Linked DNA regions of Sus scrofa: regions 1, 2 and 4 are each linked to region 3. The links are chromatin contacts, called in public HiChIP or PLAC-seq and promoter capture Hi-C maps. All regions are on one chromosome and are shown on one strand. The core of a region is the stretch at or near the end of the contact, and the rest is flanking DNA. Distances in the headings are between cores, read along the strand shown.

What was found. Promoter capture Hi-C pulls out the DNA fragments that hold promoters and counts their contacts. HiChIP or PLAC-seq counts read pairs in DNA pulled down with a chosen protein or histone mark.
Region 1: an H3K27ac HiChIP or PLAC-seq map of skeletal muscle shows a contact between it and region 3. The contact joins the promoter of HSDL2 here to the promoter of UGCG in region 3. A contact is called at or near these places in 2 of 5 promoter capture datasets (fetal liver and liver), 4 of 47 Hi-C or Micro-C datasets (embryonic fibroblasts, heart right ventricle, liver and 1 more) and 2 of 2 datasets of contacts at active chromatin or transcription factors (alveolar macrophages and skeletal muscle).
Region 2: an H3K27ac HiChIP or PLAC-seq map of alveolar macrophages shows a contact between it and region 3. The contact joins the promoter of PTGR1 here to the promoter of UGCG in region 3. A contact is called at or near these places in 1 of 47 Hi-C or Micro-C datasets (embryonic fibroblasts) and 1 of 2 datasets of contacts at active chromatin or transcription factors (alveolar macrophages).
Region 4: a promoter capture Hi-C map of fetal liver shows a contact between it and region 3, with 2.2 times the contacts expected there. The contact joins the promoter of SUSD1 here to the promoter of UGCG in region 3. A contact is called at or near these places in 1 of 5 promoter capture datasets (fetal liver) and 1 of 47 Hi-C or Micro-C datasets (liver).

What each region holds. Positions count from the first base shown.
Region 1 is chr1:253,122,233-253,125,793 of Sscrofa11.1, reverse strand. HSDL2 (hydroxysteroid dehydrogenase like 2) reads right to left here and starts at 1,322. Exons shown (of 11, transcript NM_001197021.2): 1 at 1,234-1,322. The coding sequence starts at 1,250.
Region 2 is chr1:252,393,167-252,396,779 of Sscrofa11.1, reverse strand. PTGR1 (prostaglandin reductase 1) reads left to right here and starts at 1,347. Exons shown (of 10, transcript NM_214385.1): 1 at 1,347-1,379; 2 at 2,767-2,882. The coding sequence starts at 2,777. It overlaps LOC110256066 (a long non-coding RNA gene), which reads right to left and starts at 1,956. Exons shown (of 2, transcript XR_002337285.1): 1 at 1,815-1,956; 2 at 1-1,671.
Region 3 is chr1:252,649,729-252,653,340 of Sscrofa11.1, reverse strand. It overlaps UGCG (ceramide glucosyltransferase), which reads right to left and starts at 1,491. Exons shown (of 8, transcript XM_021067532.1): 1 at 944-1,491. The coding sequence starts at 1,041.
Region 4 is chr1:252,954,701-252,958,200 of Sscrofa11.1, reverse strand. It overlaps SUSD1 (sushi domain-containing protein 1), which reads left to right and starts at 1,688. Exons shown (of 16, transcript XR_002337296.1): 1 at 1,688-2,211.

The DNA.
Region 1 (3,561 bases), core at 73-2,572, 470 kb before region 3:
TGCTCAAAGTCTCAGGCATTGGCAGAAAGAAAGGCAAAGGCAGCTTTCCTCTTAACCTGAAGACTGGATCTCAACTACTAAAACCCCTCCATCTCAAGAAAAAAAGTTTCCAAATTCATCAGTACCACTGGAGGATGACTAAAACTTAACCTACACTACAATTCTCCAAAATTCTCTGGTACCTCAAAATTCTGGTAAATGTGATGAAACTTTTATTTTTAAGACAGAAAAGCAATCACAAAAAGTTCATTTAAAAGTTCATTTAAAAAAATAAACATCAAAGAATAACCAGGAATATTCTGAAAAAAAAAATCCAAATGTGGCAGGATTTTCCAAGATCTAAAATATTTTATAAAACTAGAGCAGTTAATGTAGTTTGGTACTGGTAACATGAATACAGTCCAAAGTAACAGAATAAAAAAATGAATAAACAGTGAGTTTTCTAACTCACTTCCTATGCCAAAATATTATGCAAAACAGTACATCATTTCAGGAAAATAAAAATCTGAATGGAAAAAAAAATCATACAAAAATACTAGAATATTTACAAGTTAAAAAACAAAACAATTTAAGATGACAACAGCTTACAGCTTTGTCACAAAAACACAAAAGCCTTAAAAGAACAGATTGATTCCTGGTGGTGCAGTGGGTTTAAGATCCAGGTTGTCACTGCCATGGCCTGGGTCCCATCCCTGGCCTGGGAACTTCCACATGCCTTGGGCCTGGCCAAAAGAAAAAGTTCTCTCGAAAGATACCCATACTTTAAGATTAGTTTAATTTGTTAGTAAAGTCTCTGTGTAAACACCTCATCCTTTTATTCTTCCAGAACTGAGCGTTCGGAACAAGAGGAGAATCATTAGGTGTCCCTGTGACCTTTCACCTAGAACTCAAAGGCCTGCAGCAAGGCCGCTATTGCAAGACAGCTATTGCTAAGCCGAAGGTGGGACGCGCTCTTGGGGCGGCGGGGTACCTCGCTCAGAATTCTTTACCTGTGGAAGAGGTTTTAACATGGCTGTCATCCCGAAGTAGTCAACTTTGCGTTACTTTTCATGAGTTACCGCAGAGTCGAAGAATCCCGCGGCCAGCGTGGGGCAGCGTTCCAGACCGCGCCGGGCAGCTGCTTTAATCCTCCCACCGCGGGGGTCGGGCCACCCAAGCCATCTACTCCGGCTCCACCTAGCCCCGCACTCCGCCCGGCCTGGTCCCTTCCCCGTGGCGCTCGCATCCTCTTACCCGGTGTTGGGCAACATAACTTCCGCGGACCAGAGTCGGTGGCAACAACCGCCACAGGAAGGAATACTGCAAATAGAAGCTGACTTTCTGCTCCGCATTTAGCCCCGCTCCATCCCCGCCCCCTAGGGCCCCGCCCCAAGGCCTGCGGGAGAATTGAGTGCTCCAAAGAGCGGAAGGGGGCTGAGTGCGCCTGCGCACGCAGTTGTCCTCTTTGGCGCTAATTTCCAGCTCCCCCCGCCTGGCCCCTGGAAACCGGCTCTGTGCGCAAGCGCTCTGAGAGACAACTCTGCCCCACCCCGCGTGCGGGGCTCTACGGGGACAATCGGTGCCTACCCCGCGTCTGGAGTAGTGGTGCGTCAGCCGCTCAGTACGCCCTCCCCAGGGCTGTGAACGGTTTCTCGCCCCTGTGCTGAGTGCCTTTGCCGGCGGGATGACCCTTTGAGTCGTGCAGCAGGGACCTGGAGGGCTGAGGTGCAGCTTCTCAGCGGATTTTTGGCTCTCTCTCCACAATGGCACCTGGGCGCCTGCCCGGCTGCACGCGCGCCTTCAGAGGCACTTCTTAGGAATTGCTTTTCCTCGGCAGATAAGCACCTTCTCCCAGAAGCCGGCCAGCGTCGCAGTTCAACTCTGCCACCGAATTTGGACTAACGCCGGTAGGCCGATAGATAGATAAAGAAAGCCCTTGGAGAAGGGCAGCTTCTGGATCAGACCTCTATACACACTAATCGTGCCGAAGAACTCAGAGTTAACCTGGATTTTGCGACTCTTAGCCAGTATCTCGGTGAGGAAATTCCCAAATTCGGTGGGATAAAGTGAATTCTGGGAGCCAGTATTGCTTTTGGTATCCTTGGACATAGCTCAGCAACCCTAATGAACTAAAGACTGGCATAATATTTTTAGGGAGATGTGAAGAAATTCTGTTTTTGAAGAGGTAGAGCAGGATGACGAGGTTGTTTTATGAAGACTGGTTAAAGAAACTAGTCTGAAGCTAGGATATGTACTATCCCTTTTATTACAAGCCCTAAATATCTCTATTTGCTCATTTATGTATCTTGCCAGTCTCATAGGCATTTGAATTTGTCATGTATGATAAGGTCCTTAGAAACTCCGGAGGAATTTACTTACTCAAATATTAGCACCTACTGTGTGCTGGTCACTGGAGATACAGCAGGGCAAAAAAGGTAAGGCCTCGGCCTATGTAGGAGGAATGAGTAACCAATGTTTTTTAGACCTGTAAATATTAGGTGTTTTAGAAAGTGCATTGGTAGGGACTGTTAGATGAAAAAACCTTCCACTCCTTAAAGAAAATGAAGACCACCTACAGAATGGAAAATATATATATATACTTGCAAGCCATATATGTCTTATAAGGTCTAGTATCCAAAATGTATGAAGAATGCTTACAACGCAGCAACAAAAAGAGGAACAACCCCCAAGTTAAACATGAGCAGAGGACCTCAATAGACATTTCAACAAAGAAGATATACCAAAAGCCAGAAGTCACATGAAAAGATGCCCAACAGCATTAGTTACTAGGGAAATACAAATCCAAACCATGGTGAAATTTTACACCCACTAGGATAGCTAGAAAAGATGGAAAATACTAAGTATTGACCAACATGTAGTGAAATTGGGGCACTCATTCATTGCTAGTGGGAATGTAAAATGGCATGGCCACTTTGGAAAACAGTTTCGCAGGTGCCCCAAAAGTTAAACCTGGTTACCGTCCACTGGATATCTACCTAAAAAAAGAGAAGTTCCACTCATTGGAAGATATCCAAAATAAATGAAACATGTCGAGAATAACCACTAGATGGCACTGATATTTTAAAATTCAAAATCATGTAACACGAGAAAGGTTAATTTATTAACAATATTGTGAGAGCGAGATACCTATATGTGTTGTGTGTGTGTTTTGGATTAGGGCAAAAATAGCATGAGGTTCTTTATAGGATTCTCGTATAGGGGAATTAAGAGGAGGTATAAATTTTAAATTCCTTGAAAGAATACCTTTGTGAACTGGAGACTGGCACTTGGCATCTGCCTTTATGCAGATTGAATCATGAACCACTACAGCAGCTGTCCCTCAAGACCTGCTGAAAGGAGTTCAGGGTGGAGATCAGGAACAAGGCACTCGGTGCTCTGGGAAAACTGGCAGAACAGGTTAGACTGTTCAGGAGATTTTATGAGCCCAATTCTTGCATCTCCTGATTCTAGAAAAGCACTAAAATCCATCCTGGTGATGTCTGCTCCTCCTGACTAGCAGTAACCTTCACAAGACTGGCAGCGGTCTTCTGTAAAAATGTGTGTGCTTCATTCATTGCATGT
Region 2 (3,613 bases), core at 98-2,597, 260 kb after region 3:
GTCTCCTACTTAGGAAATATCTGTTGCAGCTAGAATTTATCTTTGTAATTTAACCTTTGTAATTTGGAGAATTTATCTTTGTAATTTAACCTTTGTAACTTGGAGAATATGAAGTATGATATACAAAGAGGGAAACCTAAATTCTTCATCCAGCATGAACTAAAAAATTGATTAAGATTCATGGTGGTTCTTCATTATGGAGTTGAGAGCATTACGAAAGATTCACTGTTCCATTCAGCTCTTAAACACTGCAACTATATCCATGCCTCATCTTATTTTCCTTCCCTCTCCTCTAAGGATAGAGAAAATGGATAAATTTGCTGTTGTATATCCAACTCTTATATTAAATGAGACTTAAGTTCAGGCAGTATATGAGGAATTGCCAGGTTTCTACTTATTATCTTTCAATTTAAACTGCTAGTGATTAAAAGCAATTTCAAAGGATGAAACTCTGAACTTTGCTTATTTGAAGAATCAATGGCAGGAGCATTGAAGCAAAATCCATGGAATGCATTTCTGAAATCCTAAGTAAATTAATTCAGAATCTTACCCTTTGCTGTAAACAAGCAAATAGAAGCACATCTGTTATATAAGGAAGAAAATGCTGTATGCTGATTGAGCATGCTTTTTAAAGCCTTTAAAAATACTCAGCATATAAACCTGAGTTTGAGCTTGCTGGTGTTTTTTGTTAATGTGTGTTCTCCTTTCTCAGAATTTCCAGCGTGTGCTGTAACTCATGACCTGGATTCTTTATTTGATTTACTTAACTACATGTTATGCAAGTGCATTCTAACATTGCACATATTACCAAAAGCGGGTAAAAGTAAAATTAGTCTTCTGAAAAAAGAGAGAAAGAAAGAAAACCAAGCAAAGGGAAAAAAGGAATCCTACCCTGGTTAACACAACTGGTTTAGGTAACCCTGGTCTGAGAATGTTCAGGCTGAAGAAAAAGGTGCTGAGTCTTATCTTTGGAATGATTCCATTTTTGTGAAAACCAGGGGAGAAACCTTCTAAATGTACTGAATGATTATGGAGAAGGGTAACATTTGTGGTCTTAGCATTATTTCTCCGTTTACAGGACTGACCAGGATTGGGCTCAGAGTTGGGGGTCTATAATTGACAGTGTGGGAAGCCTGGGACTGACTGGGGCCGCTGGGAGACCCGCCTTTCCCGCCTTTTCTCTCTCTCCTGCCTGCCTGAGCAGCAAGGGGCAGGGCTGGCTTTCCTACGCAGCATTTCCCCCCACCCTTCCAGAAAGCCCCGCCCTGGGGAAAGCCTCAAGCCTCACCCCCTTCGGGGATCCACCTAAACACCGGCTCCAGACGCTCTGCGGCGCAGTCCCAACCACCTGCTTTAGGTAGTGGAGCCTGCAGACTCCTGTAAGTAAACTTCCACACCCCACCCTTTGTCCCTGCCGTTTCTAGGCTCCCCTGTAGCTCGGCGTTTGCAGATTGCTCGCCCTCTCGTAACGCTGTGCCACTCTGCGTCTTGCACTCAGAGGAAACTTGGAAACAGGATGTCCCGACTGATGCTTCCTGGTCCATGCAGATTCCTGAAGCGATCGGAAAGGGCTGCGAGAGGGAAGGCCATTGCCTGGCAGCGTTGTGGGTGCGCGGCTTAGCTGCCTGCCCGGGGGAGGGGGCTGGCTAAGGAACTTGCGGGACTGCAAACCTGAGACAGGTGTGGAAGAAGAAAGGCGTCGGAATTCGGTTAAGACACGGGTGTGGGCGAGGCGAGGAGGTGGGATCTGGAGGCGAGTGTGCCCGGACCTGGCATCCCACCAGGCCCCGTTCCTCTGGCGGGTGGGGACTCACCGGGATCTTCAGCTGCCTCGGCGGCCATGCCCTTTACAGGGAAGCTTCTGGACTTTGGGTGAGTCCAGAATTCGCAGCGGCTGTCTTTCTGTGGAAAAAGAGACAAGTAGGACCCGCACAGTTGCGGGTCGCACCACCCCGACCGCTGTGTCTGCAATACGGAAGTGTCCCCTCCAGGCTGCCACTGGCCCCAATCGCGAGCACTGGGCGGGAAAGGAAAGAAAGGGCCAGCCCCTGCGGGCGCGTTTGCAGCCGATTCCCCCTGGGGGAAGGCACGGCTCCCATGTGATGCGGAAGAGATCGGTCCAAGCCTGAGGTGCTACCCCGAGAGCTCAGGGCCGCCTGAGTCATCGTCTCTTGGCCTTGTGTGCAGGCAAGTTTAAACACTGACCCTCGATTTCCCCTTTGGTGCCAAAGAGAACTCGCGCCTGAGCAGCAGCGCCGCCCGGTGGTTGTCATGTGTTCCTGAGACGGCTTGCCTCGGAAGGCAAAGCTGTCCATCTGAGAGACGTGCATAGACTTCGATTTGGTTGTGTTTGATGCTTTTCCTTAGAATTCGCTTCATGTGAGGAGAGAAGTGGAATATTTGCACGCCAGGTAGCTGTTCAGTGCCCTAACGAAACCTTCGCAGTGGCTAGGAAGAATTTGTGTGGGTTCACATTATTCCTTGCGTTGGAGATTTCCGACGTAGCCACTGTTTCCTCATCTGTACACTGACCATGATAATAACGGCTGTCTTAGAGGGAAGTTATGAGGATAGAAGGAGTTGATAAGTATGAAGTGCTTAACAGATCAATAGAAACAGTGAATACTAAGTAAATGTGATGGATGTTAACTGTTCATGATGAAGTTGATGATGGGTAGAGCCTGCCATTCCCCCCTCAGTGCAATGCGTAGGGAGCTGTAAGAATCCAGTCCCTTCAGAGGCTTGACTACGTTTACTGTGTTCTAGGAGCTTCAGGATGGTTCGTGCTAAGAGCTGGACCCTGAAGAAGCATTTTGTAGGCTACCCTACTCCTAGCAACTTTGAACTGAAGACAGTTGAACTCCCGCCCTTAAAAAATGGAGGTAAGTCAGATTCAGAAGATTTAAGTTAGAAGAAACCATATCCGTTTGCCTTTGCTGAATAATACACTACCTCCACACTCAGTGACTTCAAACCACAATCACCGATTAGTTCACAATTCTGGGGGGGTGGCAGTTTGGGCGGGATTAAGTGGGTGGTCCTACCCGGGTTAAGTGGTTAATTCAGGATGAGTGTCCCTCACATGTCTGGTGGTTAGCTGGCTTTCTACTGAGGTGTGTGCCTCACTTCTCGTCTGTGTGACCCTTCCAGCAGGCTGGCGGGAGCTCTTTGTTTTTGCTGTGATTTCATAAGTCTAGGGCAGCAGGAATTGGCAAGTCCAATTTGCAAACACTTTTCAAGCTTGTATCATCTCTGCGAGCATGCTGTTCACCAAAGCCAGTCACATAGCCAAGCCCAGACTCAAGGGGTGGCAACAGACTTCCTGATGAGAGGATGGCCAAGAGGCCTTCACCCAGGGGTGGGTGGTACCTATGGTCCTTGTGCAGTCTGCCACAGAGAGCTTTTCAAGGCTGTCTGTGTGAAACCTCCACGCCACAGCGGAGGATCCCTCTGCTTCCCCTGGTAACTGAAACGCACGTTTGGGTGCTTTGTCCTTCATGACTTTTGCCAGACCCTGGGGAGGACTTCCTCTCTGTCTGGTGAGCCTCATGATGACAGTGGGATCAGCACTGCCTGGCAGCCGCGTGCACAGCTCAGACTATCCCTGTGAGCA
Region 3 (3,612 bases), core at 242-2,741:
CGGCGAATCCAAGAGCAATGTGCTCTATGCCAATTCTTTCATTTCCTTACGAAGGCTTTCTTCATTTTAAAGATATTTAAACAACTGAAATATCAAAAGTAGCTGCACACGCTATGTCATATTCATTCCTTTATCCGGTTTTATTTTATTCAGTCTTCAAGAATATCCGAAATAACCTTATTCAATTATTATCTGTCTTTCCCTTCTGGCATGTAAGCTCCACGAGGACAGGAATTCTGTCGTGCTTGCCACTGTGTCCCCAGTGAATGGCATCTAATGAAAAGGTGTTGGGGGGGGGGAGACACACAAATCTAACCAAGACAATAAATAAAGACTTGGGGGGGGGGAGAGAAAACCACACTGAAATGTACAAGCTGACAAGACTCCAGGCTATAACGCCAGCTCAGAGGCTTGGTGACATTTTCCAAGGTGGACAGGTGCTTCACACCTATCTAAAGGCATAGAGCTCTTCCAGGAAGAAGAAAATCCACAGGGAGGTTTCCAGGTGGCTGAATGCCGCTCCCAGAAGAGTGGAAACGATTATTACCATAATAGAAATATGGCCCAGGTCGAGAGAAAAAAACCAACCAAACAATACACCATACATTTGGCCCAGATGAAAAATCACACGAACCCCCAACACAGTCAAGCAGCCTTCCGCTCGACTCGTAAAAAGAGCACAGCCTCCTTTCCCCTGGCTGTGCAGTCGTCGGCAGCCCAACCACCCCCTCACTTGCCACTTTTCTCTCCCAAGGAACCCCCCCTCCCGCCCCCGCCGCCCCAGCTGGTCCAAGGGGAGAGGGAATGGAAGGAAGAGTCTGAGAATTAGCTTCCTCCACCCTTATCCGAGCCCAATTCCTTCCAAAGCGAAATCCTGTCTACTCTCGCCGGTCGCCGAGGCCTCGACCCCCGCTACGGGCTCCTCCGGTTGCCCCTCACTCACGTGTAGATGATGGCCATGAAATGCATCAGCCACAGCACCAAGAAGAGGACGAACCCGAAGACGGCCATTCCCTCCAGGGCCAGGTCCAGCAGCGCCATCCCCCGGCCCGGCCCGGCCCGCTCCGGCCGCCGCCGCGGACAGCGCTCCCGTAGGAGGACGACAGGGTGGGCGCCCGGCGCGGGGGCGCAGAAGGGGAGAGGAAGGTGGGGAGAGGAAGGGGAGGAGGGGGTGGGGACGGAAGGGGCGGGCAGGGCCTGCGCGCCCCCGCCCGCGCGCACTCGCCCGCGCGCTGGCCTGGGCGCGCTCGCGGCTACAGGCGCTGCGGTGGCCGGGCTCAGTGATCAGGGAGGCCGTGGCCCCACGCTCCGGCTCGCCTCTCCCCCGCCTCGGCGCCGCGGGCCGGACCCTGCGCGCCTACGCCCCCTCCGCCGCTGCCCCTTCCGCCTTCCCGCAGCCTAGTGGCTGGGCTCCTGGCAGCACAGATCCGAGCCCTGCTCAGCCGCCGCAGCTCCGAGCACTAATCGAAACCCGCGGTGGCGCCCCGACTCCCTGGTGCACCCCGCCCCGCCCCGGCCCTCCGAGGGGCGGTGCATGCGGCTCCTCTCCGCCCACCCCACCGCCCTCGCGCCCGTAGCGTCACGGTCGTGAGCGCGCCCCTGGGTGGCTTCTGCCGCCAGAGGCGGGCGGGGCTTTACCCCAGCTCCGGGTTCCGGCCGCCGCCCACCTCTCTGCGTCCGGCGGAGGCGCGCGGGAAGGCCAGCCCTGCAGTCCTGGGCTGTCCTCTGTCGGTGAAGCGGAGCCCTGTGTCCAGCTCAGAGACTGCTTTCCCTTTGTCCGACTCTGGTGTTCCAGGGCGCCCAGGAAAAGACCTGGGGTTCCAGGGGGGCCCCCGAGCCGTCTCGCAGACCAACTCCCCAATGCTGTGTCCACAGCCTCTGCGCCGGTCCTTGCTCAGAGCCGCTTAGGCCCTCCTCCAAGCCACGTTCCTGGGCGCTGGGGTGTCCCATTGCATTCCTCCCTCGCTGCTTTTAATGCTTGTGGCGTCTTGGACCACAAGGGATCGTGAAAATAATCTCCTACTTCACAGATCTCTAAGTACCTTAGAGACAGCGTGTAACATACAAGAAATTGTCAAACTCAGAATGTAAAGAATCAGCTAATATTGAAGTTCCTTAAGGTTCCTGCCCAATATGATAGCCATAGGTGGCTACTGAGCCTTAACATGAGGTTAGTAGGAATTGAAATGTATTTTGAGTGTAAATCATATGCCGGTATCAAAGACATCTCCTTAATTTTATGTTGATTACATGTTGAAACGATAGTTTTGATATATTGAGTTAAAGTATTCAAATTATTTCAGTGTTTTACTTTTTAAATTTAGCTAGCTACTGGAAAAATTTTAATTACACAGATAAAAAGAAAGTGAAGGTAAAAAATTAATAAATTACACAGTTGGAGAGCACTGCACTAAAATGGAAAGATGTAGCATTTTGGATAGTAAGGTGACTTAGTGTTTATCTTAATTTTAAATCAGTTCAGGGAGATGTTTTTATCTACCACTAAATGTTTCTGTTTGTTTCTTTAGCCTAGATGAGTTTATATAGTTTCACCATTGTTTTTATGTTTAGACAATGTTTATTATGTCAAGTGATTTCCTTTTAAATAATCCATGGCTTCCCTTGAGAGATTTCAGAATTGAATTCAGTTTTGAAAAGAGGCTGTTTATTTTTATTACTGCTATTTATTAGAATTAATGTTGATCAAATGAGCTACCTCAATCTACAATTAGATGATAAACTACAAGCAGAAAGGAGTTTAAATGAATGCCTGCCTTGAGAACCAATCCGGGATTTGCTGTACTCATTGTTTTACCTGGATAAAGTCAATAGGAAAGAAGAACGTTTAGAAACCAAATTTCCATTGTTGAGAGTTAACCGGTTGATAAAGTTATAGCAGGATAGTACACCAGCATGGAAATAACACTACAAGTGGAATTTTTTTTTTTTTTTTTGTCTTTTTAGGGCTGCACCCCCGCAGTGTATGGAGGTTCCCAGGCTAGGGGTTGAATCGGAACTGTAGCTGCTGGCCTGCACCACAACCACAGCAATGCCAGATATAAGCTGAGTCTATGACCTACGCACAGCTCACAGAAACACCAGATCCTTAACCTGCTGAGCAAGGCCAGGGATCAAACCTGTGTCTTCATGGGTACTGGACAGATTCATTTCCCCTGAGCCATGACAGTAACTCCCAACAAGTGGAATTTTTTAAATGCTACTGTTGCAATCAATTCTAAGACGTATTTTTAAAAGCACATGTAAACACAGTTTAACATTTCTGAAATGGAAATGCATCTTGCAGTCAATGGCATCTGACAACTAATTGATAGGCTTTTTTCTTAATTGTATATAAAATACTACTACGTTTATTAATATAAATTAGTTAAAGAAGTTCCCGTTGTGGCTTAATGGTAACGAGCCCAACTAGCATCCATGAGGACACGGGTTCTGTCCCTGGGTTAAAGATCTGGTGTTGCTGTGGCTGTGGTGTAGGCTGGCATCTGCAGTTCCAATTCGACCTCTAGCCTGGGAATTTCCATATGTCGCAGGTGTGGTCCTACAAAGCAAAAATAAATAAGTAAATACAAATTAGTTATATTTATTATAATT
Region 4 (3,500 bases), core at 439-2,938, 300 kb before region 3:
GTTTGGGGATATTTTTCCCTGACATCATCGATTTTATTTTTTAATATTTATTTATTTATTTATTTATTTATCTATCTATCTATGGCTGAAGTTCCCAGGCCAGGAATCGAACCTGCGCCTCAGCATTGACCCAAACCACGGCATGGAGCATGGTAATGTACGAAAATAGAATGTGTACATGTATATGTAACTGAGTTGCCATGCTGTACCATAGAAAAAAAATTGTATTGGGGAAATAACAATAAAAACAAATAATATATGTACATGTACATATTTATATACTTATTTTAATCAATTAATTGATTCTGCAGGGAGGCAAGGCAGAGAAGGAGAGGTATATAGGTGGGCTTAAAAATGTCTTTTTTTTTTTTTTTTTTTTGGACTGTGCCCAGTGCATGTGGAAGTTCCTGGGTTAGGGATCAAACTCTTTCCAGAGCAGTGAGCAGTGACCAAGGTGGATCCTTAACCCACTGCGCCACAAGAGAACCCTAACAATGTCTTAAATGAATGTATTTTTGTTGAAACAATTACATTATTTCAAAGTTCATGAAGGTTAACCAAAAACTGTCTAAATACTAGGAGACAGGCTGCAGTCCTGGAACTGTCTATCTCCTGCTCCCCTAAGCAGGCTCCTATCTTTGCTGAGCAAAAAACAATTAGCAAGAAACCTGCTGCAAAAGGGCTTAGGAATTTTATTTTTAACTACTTCTTTTTAAGGCTGCACAACAAGTTTAGCCCTTATATGGGTGTGTTCATGGGTGGTTAGGGTTAGAGCAGGGGGGTGGGTGGCACAGAGAGAAAGCAAGTGAGGATGGGAGTGAAGCAGTGGGGGGCCCTGTTTTGAGGGATCCCCAAGACATCCCAAGCTGAAAGCCTTCAACCTGGAACTTATTTTTCTTCCCCTTGCAGCCTCTCCCTACCCCCTTTGTGTTTCTATTTCAGTGACTATTTCACCATCAACCCAGTTGCCCAAATCAAACGTTTAGGTGACATCTGTAATTTCTCCTTCCTTGTCTACCACATTCTACTGGTCATAAAAGCCAGTGGAGTCCACCCAGTACCACTCTCATTTGTCACTTCTCTTCCCACTCATGGCCAGTGCCCTGCTCCCAGACAAGTGCTCCCTTGCCTGGATCTCTGCAGCAGCTCCAGGCCGACCCCCTGCCTCCCCAACCCAAACCCGATCCCACACAGTGGACCCTGGGAGCCTTTTCTGATGAGGTCACTCTGCTTAAAGCCCCGTGACAGCTTCTCCGCAACCTCCTTTACTTGGTACATGAGGTCTTTATTTCCACAGCTCACTGCCTCTCTCCAAGGGTCCTTCGCACTTTGAGGAGGTCCTGCTCCCCATTTCTAGAATCGCCTTTCACCGCTTAGATTCCTCTCCTGCTCTTCTCACCCTCAGGTCTTCGCTTACTTGTTCCTAAGGCCTCCCTGAGTCCCCAAGCTCAGTGGCCTCTGAGCAGCAGGAACTCCTGCCAGCTCTGTCGCCTCTGACAGTCTTGTCGCTTGGTCGTGCCTGTCGCCCCTGGGTGGCCTGGACCGGCAGCTTCTCGCCCTCTCACTTTGCTCTTGTAGCTCCAGACACTTCACCTTAGTTCTCTATCAGCTCCTGGAAAATTCCTCCTCTTTCTGCCCCTCACCTCTCTTCGTTTGCCCCCCAGGGGGTACCTCCCTGAGCCCCCGACCGGCTGGGATCCCTCGATCGTTCCGCACGCTTAGAGTTCGGGACATCTCCTCCTAGCACAGTCCGGGACTCTATATTCAGCTGTGTCATTAGGCTGGACCTGCCGGGTGTCCCCGGGCCCCCAGCGCGCCAGACGCGCAGCAGGTGCACTGCCGCCGGGTGTAGGAGTGAGGGAGCCGAACGAGCGTTCCCCCGGCGCGCAGCCTTGGTGGGGGTAGGAAGGCCGCACTCGCAGTCGCCGCCCCCCACCCCCACCCCCACCCCCGGGACCCCGCGGCGCCCTCCGCTCCCCCACGCGGCGCCGGAAGCGGCCCGCCCGTCCCCCTCCCCGGGGCGCCCGCCGCCTTATCTCGGCGCCTCCGGGCCGCAGGAGGAGTCGCGGGCGCGCGGGGTGGGAAGTGGCGGTGGTATGGCCCGGGGGCCCCGGGGCGCGGGCTTCCCGCCTGGCCGCCTGCTGTCGCTCCTGCTGCTGCTGCTGCTGCTCTGCCTGGCCCGCGGCGCGCCCCGGACGCCCGGCGCAGACGGTGAGTGCTGACAGGGAGCGCGCGCGGCGCCGGGGGCGCCCTCGGCCTGGCCCCAGACCCAGCCGGGCGCGCCCCGGACGCTCCTCCGCCCCTGGGCTGGGCGGGCTTGGAGCCTGGGCTTGGGGCGCAGGTCGGGGATCGAGAGGGCGGGGCTCCGACAAGCGGGAGGGCCTCCCGGGCGACTTCCCCGCCCCCGTCCCGGGGCCTCGGGGCCACTGTGGACGACAAGGGCGCGGCGGCCCGGCCTGCTGCCCCGGGAGGACCTGGCGCGAACTGGGGCTGGGCGCGAGCTGGGGGCCCCGGGAGAGCCGCACCCACTCAGCGAGGGCGTGGAAGGGCGTTCCGCTTGCACTGTCACGCTTCCGGCCCCGCTGTGGCTTTGAGGGACAAATTCTTGACCCGAAGCAATTTTCTTTCTACCTTTTAAGTTTTTACCTTTGATGAAGAACCAGATGCTAATATGGTGAGAAAGAAGTGTAAGGAACTTTAGGGGAATAAAGCATTCATTAATTAGTTCATGTATTCAACAGATGAATGATCCTTGAATAGTTTCTGTGTGAGGGATGTGAGGTCGCGGTGCTGGCCCTATTCTGGGGAAAACAGACAAGCAAATAATCCATTTCCTGGCAGTTGACGTATTTTTTTTTTTTTTTTCCCTCTTTTTAGGACCGCACCCGTGGCATATGGAGATTCCCAGACTGGGGGTCGAATCCCAGCTGTAGCTGCCGACCTACGCCACAGCCACAGCAACGCAGGGATCCGAGCAGCGTCTGTGACCTACACCACAGGTGGCCTTATGACCAGATCCTTAACCCACTGAGCAAGGCCAGGGATCGAACCCGCGTCCTCATGGATGCTTGTCAGGTTTGTTAACCACTGAGCTACCAGGGGAACTCCTTGATGTAGTTTTTAATGCCCCCTGCAGAATGCAGTGTGGAATGTGGTAGGAGTTACACGGAGGATTTAGACATGGAGGGGAGGTGGCATTTACTTGAATAACTGTGATAAGGGCAGAATGCCAGAAGTGCTCTGAGAAGGTGGGTGGTCACAGGAGGGAAAGGCTACATCTAACTCAGGGAGTCTGGTGGCCTCATGAATGTGGTGACCCTTGAACTGGGCTAGCAAGGATTGGTAATATTTGGATATGGGAAGATGAGGAACGGAATTCTAGCTCATAGCAGAGGGCACAGTCAGCTCTCCACAAATATGTGTAGAATGAATGAATTCCAGATGGAGGGGACAAAGTGAGGAAGCACGCGGAGGCACCAAAGCATGGGCCTGTGGTTCAG